Regions from separate parts of the Rattus norvegicus genome. Here region 1 is linked to region 2. A link is a contact called in public Hi-C data. All regions are on one chromosome and are shown on one strand. Each heading gives the region's core, a stretch centred on a gene start, on an enhancer-like site or on the middle of the called end of the contact. The rest is flanking DNA. Distances are from core to core; before and after follow the strand shown. Region 1 has its middle 37 kb from the start of Loxl4. Region 2 overlaps Loxl4 (lysyl oxidase-like 4).

Region 1 (3,032 bases), core at 529-3,028, 55 kb before region 2:
AATAAAGTTTTCTTTGATTCCACTCATTCGGTCTTAGCTGCCCTCAAGGGATAGCTAGAATATGACCACTTACCTGGAGATCTGGCTCATTTCTAGCTCAGCCCTAGCACCAGGGTATGGTCCCTCTCCTTTGAACCTAAGTGGCCTCTACTGAGCATGCTCTGTGTGTGAGCCTGCCATCAGGTGCTATACATCATTCCTGCCTTCACCCAGCCCTATGAGTTGTGTAACAGCCTCCACTTTGTATAGAAGGATGCGAAGACCCAGAGACCTCACTCGGAAAGGGAGAGTGACTGGGAGAGGCAGAGGAAGGAAGAGAGCAGCTTTCAAGGTCAAGTTACCATTTTGAAATGAAGGTGAACCAGGGAATTGTCATGGATGGAGAGGAGGAAACATTTAGATCTTCCAGTCAATATTGGCTGACCCCATGCTCTGTGGCTGGTCCTGGTGGAGTGAATTTCAAGGCATCTTCATTTTGTCACCAGAAAAGAGTCGGTCGGAGACAAGGAGTGATTTCTTCAAAGTCATATAGCTCCGAAATTATACAGCCAGGATGGGGCGTGGAGCCCAGATTCCCTGTGCAGGGTTCCCTCAGGCACCACATGGCTTCCTTCCGAGAAGCATCCATACCCGTGTACCAGACACAGGGATGAGAGCACATTTCCAGGGAAGCCTCAGCTGGGAGACTCTCAGGGTCATTTCCTCAGAGATGGGCTCCTCTGGCAAAGCGACAGTGTTTGACAGTGTATGAAGCAGAGTCAGGCTCACGCTGAGCCCTGGAGGGTGGCGACAGTGGCCTTTCCATCCTGGTGCTCATAACAAATGCCTGCCCTGGACAGCTGCTTCCTGAGGCTCCAGAGTCTTCCTGAGCCTCTAGAGCAGAAGCTGGTCAGGACCCCAAATGACCCCATGTGCTGGATACCTCTGAACTTGAATTTGCCCTTCTAGGCCCATGTCAGCTCCCGTACACAGCAACTTACACGGCCAGTGCTACCTGGGAGGGCCTACGGCATGCAGAAATTAATCCAGTCTTAGACATGGTAGGGCCCCTATCTCTGCCCTTTGAGAACCCTATTCTAATTTAGAGAGCAGAGCCAATATAGTCTTCCAGAAAATGAGGGATTGTGGGCAGGAAGATAAAGATGCCCAGAAAACACTCCTTAAAACATGAGAGAGGACAGAAGGTCTGTCCCCCAAACAAGAAACCCAAGAACAAAATTCTGGGAGTACCATGACTAAATCTGAGGAGTCTAGAGGTAGGCAATGGGTCTTGAGATGACTTAAAAGCTGCCTGCCACGTTTCTGGCATCCCACAGAGTAGTGGGCGGGTCCGAGGTCAGAAAGAGTGCTGGCTCTGGGCCAGCATTTCAGAGAAATGGAGTAGAGATAAGGGGACCAGAGTCCAGAAGCTGAAACAGAGCGTGAAGGGGGGAGCAAAAGGTTAAACAGTGTTTGAGGAGAGAAACTGGGAAGAGAGACACAGAAGACACTAGAGTGTAGCCAGCCCATCACTCTGCATTTCTGCCTTGAGGCGGACTAGAGCTGAGTTTCTGAGCCTTTGTTCCCTAATGGAAAGAGAATCCAATGGTGGCCCACTGGGTGGTCTCTGGGGAAGGAGCCTCCTGGGCTAAGGATAGAATCAAGCCCCATGTGTCTCTTCCAGGACCCTAGACACACCAGGTTCAGGACCAAGCCCACTTCCCTAGGCTGCTGCACCTTCAGGCCCCGGGAAAGCATCTGATCAGAGGCTGGTTCCAGGGTGGCCATAAGAGGGCAGGAGAGTGCTGGTAATGAGCCAGCTGAAGTGTCTGGCCAAGAGCTGGGCTCTAAGAATCTCCAGGAGCCAGGGCTGGACCCAGAAGTGAGAAGGGGAGGGGAAAGAGGAAGAGGAGGGCAATCGCACACAGAAGGACAGATCCCAAGAGAATTGACCTGTCCTCGAAGCTGATCTACCTCTTGGCGGCATGAGACTTGGTTCACAGACTGGTGGGCAGATCTGGGTTCAGTGGTGAACACACAAGAGACGAGGGACAGTGATGTATCCCCAATGGCACCTCCCACGAAAATGGGCTTTCCTGGGCCTCTCTCTGCTGCCACAGCTCTCTGCCTACCTTTTTCCCAACTCACGTGGGAAACCCTTACTGCAACCAAATAGTAGAATGGGTTCCAGGTATAGGCAGCCCCACTAAGAACTCCACAGCCCAGCCCCACTTGTGACTTGAGAAATCAAAGTAAGCCCCAGCCCCAGGATGAAGCAAGTCCAGAGACCAAGAGAGGTGTGCGTACTCACAAGTACATGGGTGCATGCATGCGCATGTGAGGGCATGCACGAGTGGACACACATACGGACACACACGGACACACACACACACTCAAGCACAGACCCAAAGTCCGCCTTCAGACTCTTCTGCATCACAGACCCTAGCAGTTGAGACACATTTGCTGACTATTGTGTTTACGACCTGGTGTAACCTGAGGACCACTAGCACGTGCATGCCACTCAACCCTCTGCCCTTTCCTCATCATCTTCCCTTGCTCCTGATTCTTCACGGATGCAATTGGCCCTGGTTCTCCCTCCCAACAGAGAGCAAGGGATGGGAGAGAGCCGAGAGCCAATCAAAAATGCCCATGCACTCTTTAAATTCATCTTTAGAGAAGCAATGAGTTCCCCAGGGGCTGCCCCTTGACCCTCTGGGTAAGGTTTTGCTCAGTTAAAGGACAGCCCCGCAGTCTGAGAACCAGGAGGTTCTCTTCTAAGACTCAGATTCTGCAAGACAAGAACTCCTCACCTCAAAGCAAACAGTTTACCTGTAGGGCCATCAGCTCCATCTGTAAAACGGCCTCACTGAGCTGTTTTAAGTTCAAGTGAAGCCCAAGAGCTTAGTCCTGGGGCTGCAACAGTAGTCTGCCTTCTAGATAGATTGGGCGACCCCACCCCAGTAAACTAACACGAGAAAACAAGAGCAGCAACTGTCTCCTGCACCAGTTCCCCCTCCCATAATCCCCATCTTGAGGAATACCAGAGGCCACCC
Region 2 (2,710 bases), core at 173-2,672:
TGGGGGGAACAAAGAAGAACCAGTATGGCCCTTTTCACACAACAGGCTGTATGCCTAAGACTGCCCGGATGGAAAGGGGCTGTGGTGGGTTCGTCTACTTAACGATTTTGCTTTGGCCCACAGGAGATCCCTACCGACCCAATGCAGAGCTCTCCCTGGAGCAGGAACAGCGACTCAGGAACAACTTGATCTAAAGCCGTTATTGCACGCCCCCAGCTCCGCTCACACACCAGATACCTCAGCTTACTGGAGCCATGCCCTTCACAAAGCCCTGACTCACAGGACAAGGGGCCAGTGACAAGGAGCACCAAGAAGCTGCTCAGGAAGCCTTTCAGTGGCCAGATCATCACCGGGATGGCAGTACTCTCAGGACGGCTCTGGCCCCTCCAGAGCACTTATGGCCTAGATAGCATGGCCTTGAGGCTCTGACCAGCTAAACCTTCTCTTCCTTAAGGAGACTCGACCTTTCTTACAACTTGATGCACAGTTCCCAGCTTCAGGAGCTCCAAGTTCCTCAGGGATGAACTGTGACCAAGGTCCTCCCTCTCTAAGTGGTGCTTCACAAGTGTCTTGGAGGAACACAGGACAGAGGAGCAGAGAACACAAGAAGTGGATGGAGTCAGTCCTCTCTGCTATGTGCTCCATGCAAAATAACCATGTCAAAGTCACACCTGGCAGAGAGGCTGGTGAATGCAGTCCCTCTGCTTATCCTCCCTCAGAGGCTCTGAAGCCTCTCCTTGGCAGTTTTACCACACACACACACACACACACACACACGTACATTTCTAATACCCCTGAACCCTCAAGCCTCCTGATGGATCAACATCCTGATTACTGGGGCTGGGGGTGGTGGTGGCAAGTTACCCAGAATGGCAAGACAGGGCCTTTCCTGAAGAGTAGCAAGAAATCAAGAAGACAGCTGAGGTCACAAGTTCAGCCTTTGAGGACCTCTGCCAAGGGAGACAACAGGAAGCCCATATCTGGCAGGCAGTCCAGTCTCTTAGAATCACCTACATTGCAAGGTTAGCCTAAATTTCAGATTTAACCAAGGCCACTTCACCTTAACAAACTGAGAAGAACTGCGATAGAGAAGTTGGTCAGTACAGCCCCTCTGCAGGAACGCCAAAACAGGTCTGGTAGAGTTAGGAACACAAGACTGAGTCAACAAGAAGCAAGAACGCTTAATTTAGTTCAGGACTGAACCTGGGAAAAGCCACCATCCACAGAGAGGTGGCTGTGCTCTGCTTTTGCTCAACTGGTATAAGATCTGAAGTCTTTCTGGGCATGCCTGGACCTTTTATCCATGGACGTACACACGGATGTCTTCTAGGTCTTATAATCCAATAAAGGCTGCTCATTATGGGCTGCTACAGAGACCAGAGCAGCTGTACTTCCGTAGCTCCCAGTGCATTGCACTCTGCCCTCTTCCCTCCAGAGCTGGATGATACGCAGAACACATTCCTTGGTACAGCCCACCCTAACCTGCTTCCCTGTTACGCTGCCCGAGGTCAACAGTGATCCTCGGGTCTGGAAGGCGAGAAGTGAAAGGGAAGAATGAGAAGGTGCAACCCAAAGACTGTAAACTTTTATAATAGAGGCTACAAAATCAAAATAAATGGTAGGAGACAGAACTGATTTACAGTATTCTCCGCCCCACATTACAAGAGCTACTCTGACAGTCAAGAGACATGTTTTGGGGTGCCTTCCGTGAACTAAAAGTGCCTTTTCCGTCTCCTCCGTCCCGTCATCCCCTTCATCTGGCACAGGAAGCCTATTCTGGTGTAACGGTTTAGGTAAACAAGGGAAGGACTGATTTCCTGTTGGATCCAGCGAACAGTGACATACTCACACATGAAGCTAATGGTCTGCAAAAGAATGTGCAGCTAGCTAGGGTGGGGTGGGGTGGGGTGGTGAGTGATGATAGACCTGGGCAGGGAGGTTACCCTCACCTTCTTGTTGGATCTAGTTTCCAAGAGGCCAGAAAAAGCAGGCCAGGCAGACAGCCACCAGCACTGGTCTCAGCTTTCTGGCCCACATCACACGACTGGTAGGTGCAGCCAATTCTAATTCCTGGAAAAAGCTATACAAGGGCTGCGCTGTTAGACCTCTGAGTTGAAAGGGAAAGACACGGGAAGGTTGGTGGCTGGCATGACTTATATAACGAGATGAGGAATGTTAACAGAATACCAACCGCCAAATTCCAGGCAGAACCAAAACCTCAGAAGACTTTCACCTTGGCACCCTGAGTGCTTCAGAGAAGGGTTAGGAAGCTCTCCTCAGAAGCTAGGCTAATGCTACCAAGACTTTCACGCTGTGAGGAGAGAACTAGAATCCACAGGAACTGTGACTTTCTACTACAGATTTGACGTAACCCTGAGATTTAGATGTTTACCATATACAAGACACTTAGTAGACGGGAGTACCTGACATGCCGTCCCCCATAGCTAACATTTCTCTCACAGCAGCCACCCTGCTCTCCTTATTTTAGAGAGGTCTGTTCTATGGGACAGTAGCAGCCACACGGTGCTCTCCCATTAACTCCTTTTATAAAAGTTCGGTTTAGATATAACCAAGGATTTGATGCTATATGGACAAGCTGGGCCCATGGCTGGGACTTCGTATCACTGACCAGTACACAGTATCCCCAGCTACTGGAATAATTTAAGCAAAAAGCACATTTCCAATTGGAAGTAAAACGGCAATGCTTCAT

The links. A called contact is a pair of places that touch in the nucleus more often than the background predicts.
Region 1: a Hi-C map of liver shows a contact between it and region 2, with 4 times the contacts expected there. The contact joins two enhancer-like sites. A contact is called at or near these places in 10 of 12 Hi-C or Micro-C datasets (the A7r5 cell line, the Rat2 cell line, Schwann cells and 6 more).

The regions. Positions count from the first base shown.
Region 1 is chr1:251,400,702-251,403,733 of GRCr8, reverse strand. No RefSeq gene overlaps it. Among named protein-coding and RNA genes, the nearest start is that of Loxl4, 37 kb to the right of the region's middle. Within about 2 kb of position 1,778, at least 3 of the 93 cell types and tissues checked have an H3K27ac peak or open chromatin away from gene starts, as enhancers often do. A contact at or near this core is called in liver, where this site is marked.
Region 2 is chr1:251,346,128-251,348,837 of GRCr8, reverse strand. Loxl4 (lysyl oxidase-like 4) reads left to right here. Exons shown (of 15, transcript NM_001107592.1): 15 at 124-1,600. The coding sequence ends at 194. Among named protein-coding and RNA genes, the nearest start is that of Loxl4, 18 kb to the left of the region's middle. Within about 2 kb of position 1,422, at least 6 of the 93 cell types and tissues checked have an H3K27ac peak or open chromatin away from gene starts, as enhancers often do. A contact at or near this core is called in liver, where this site is marked.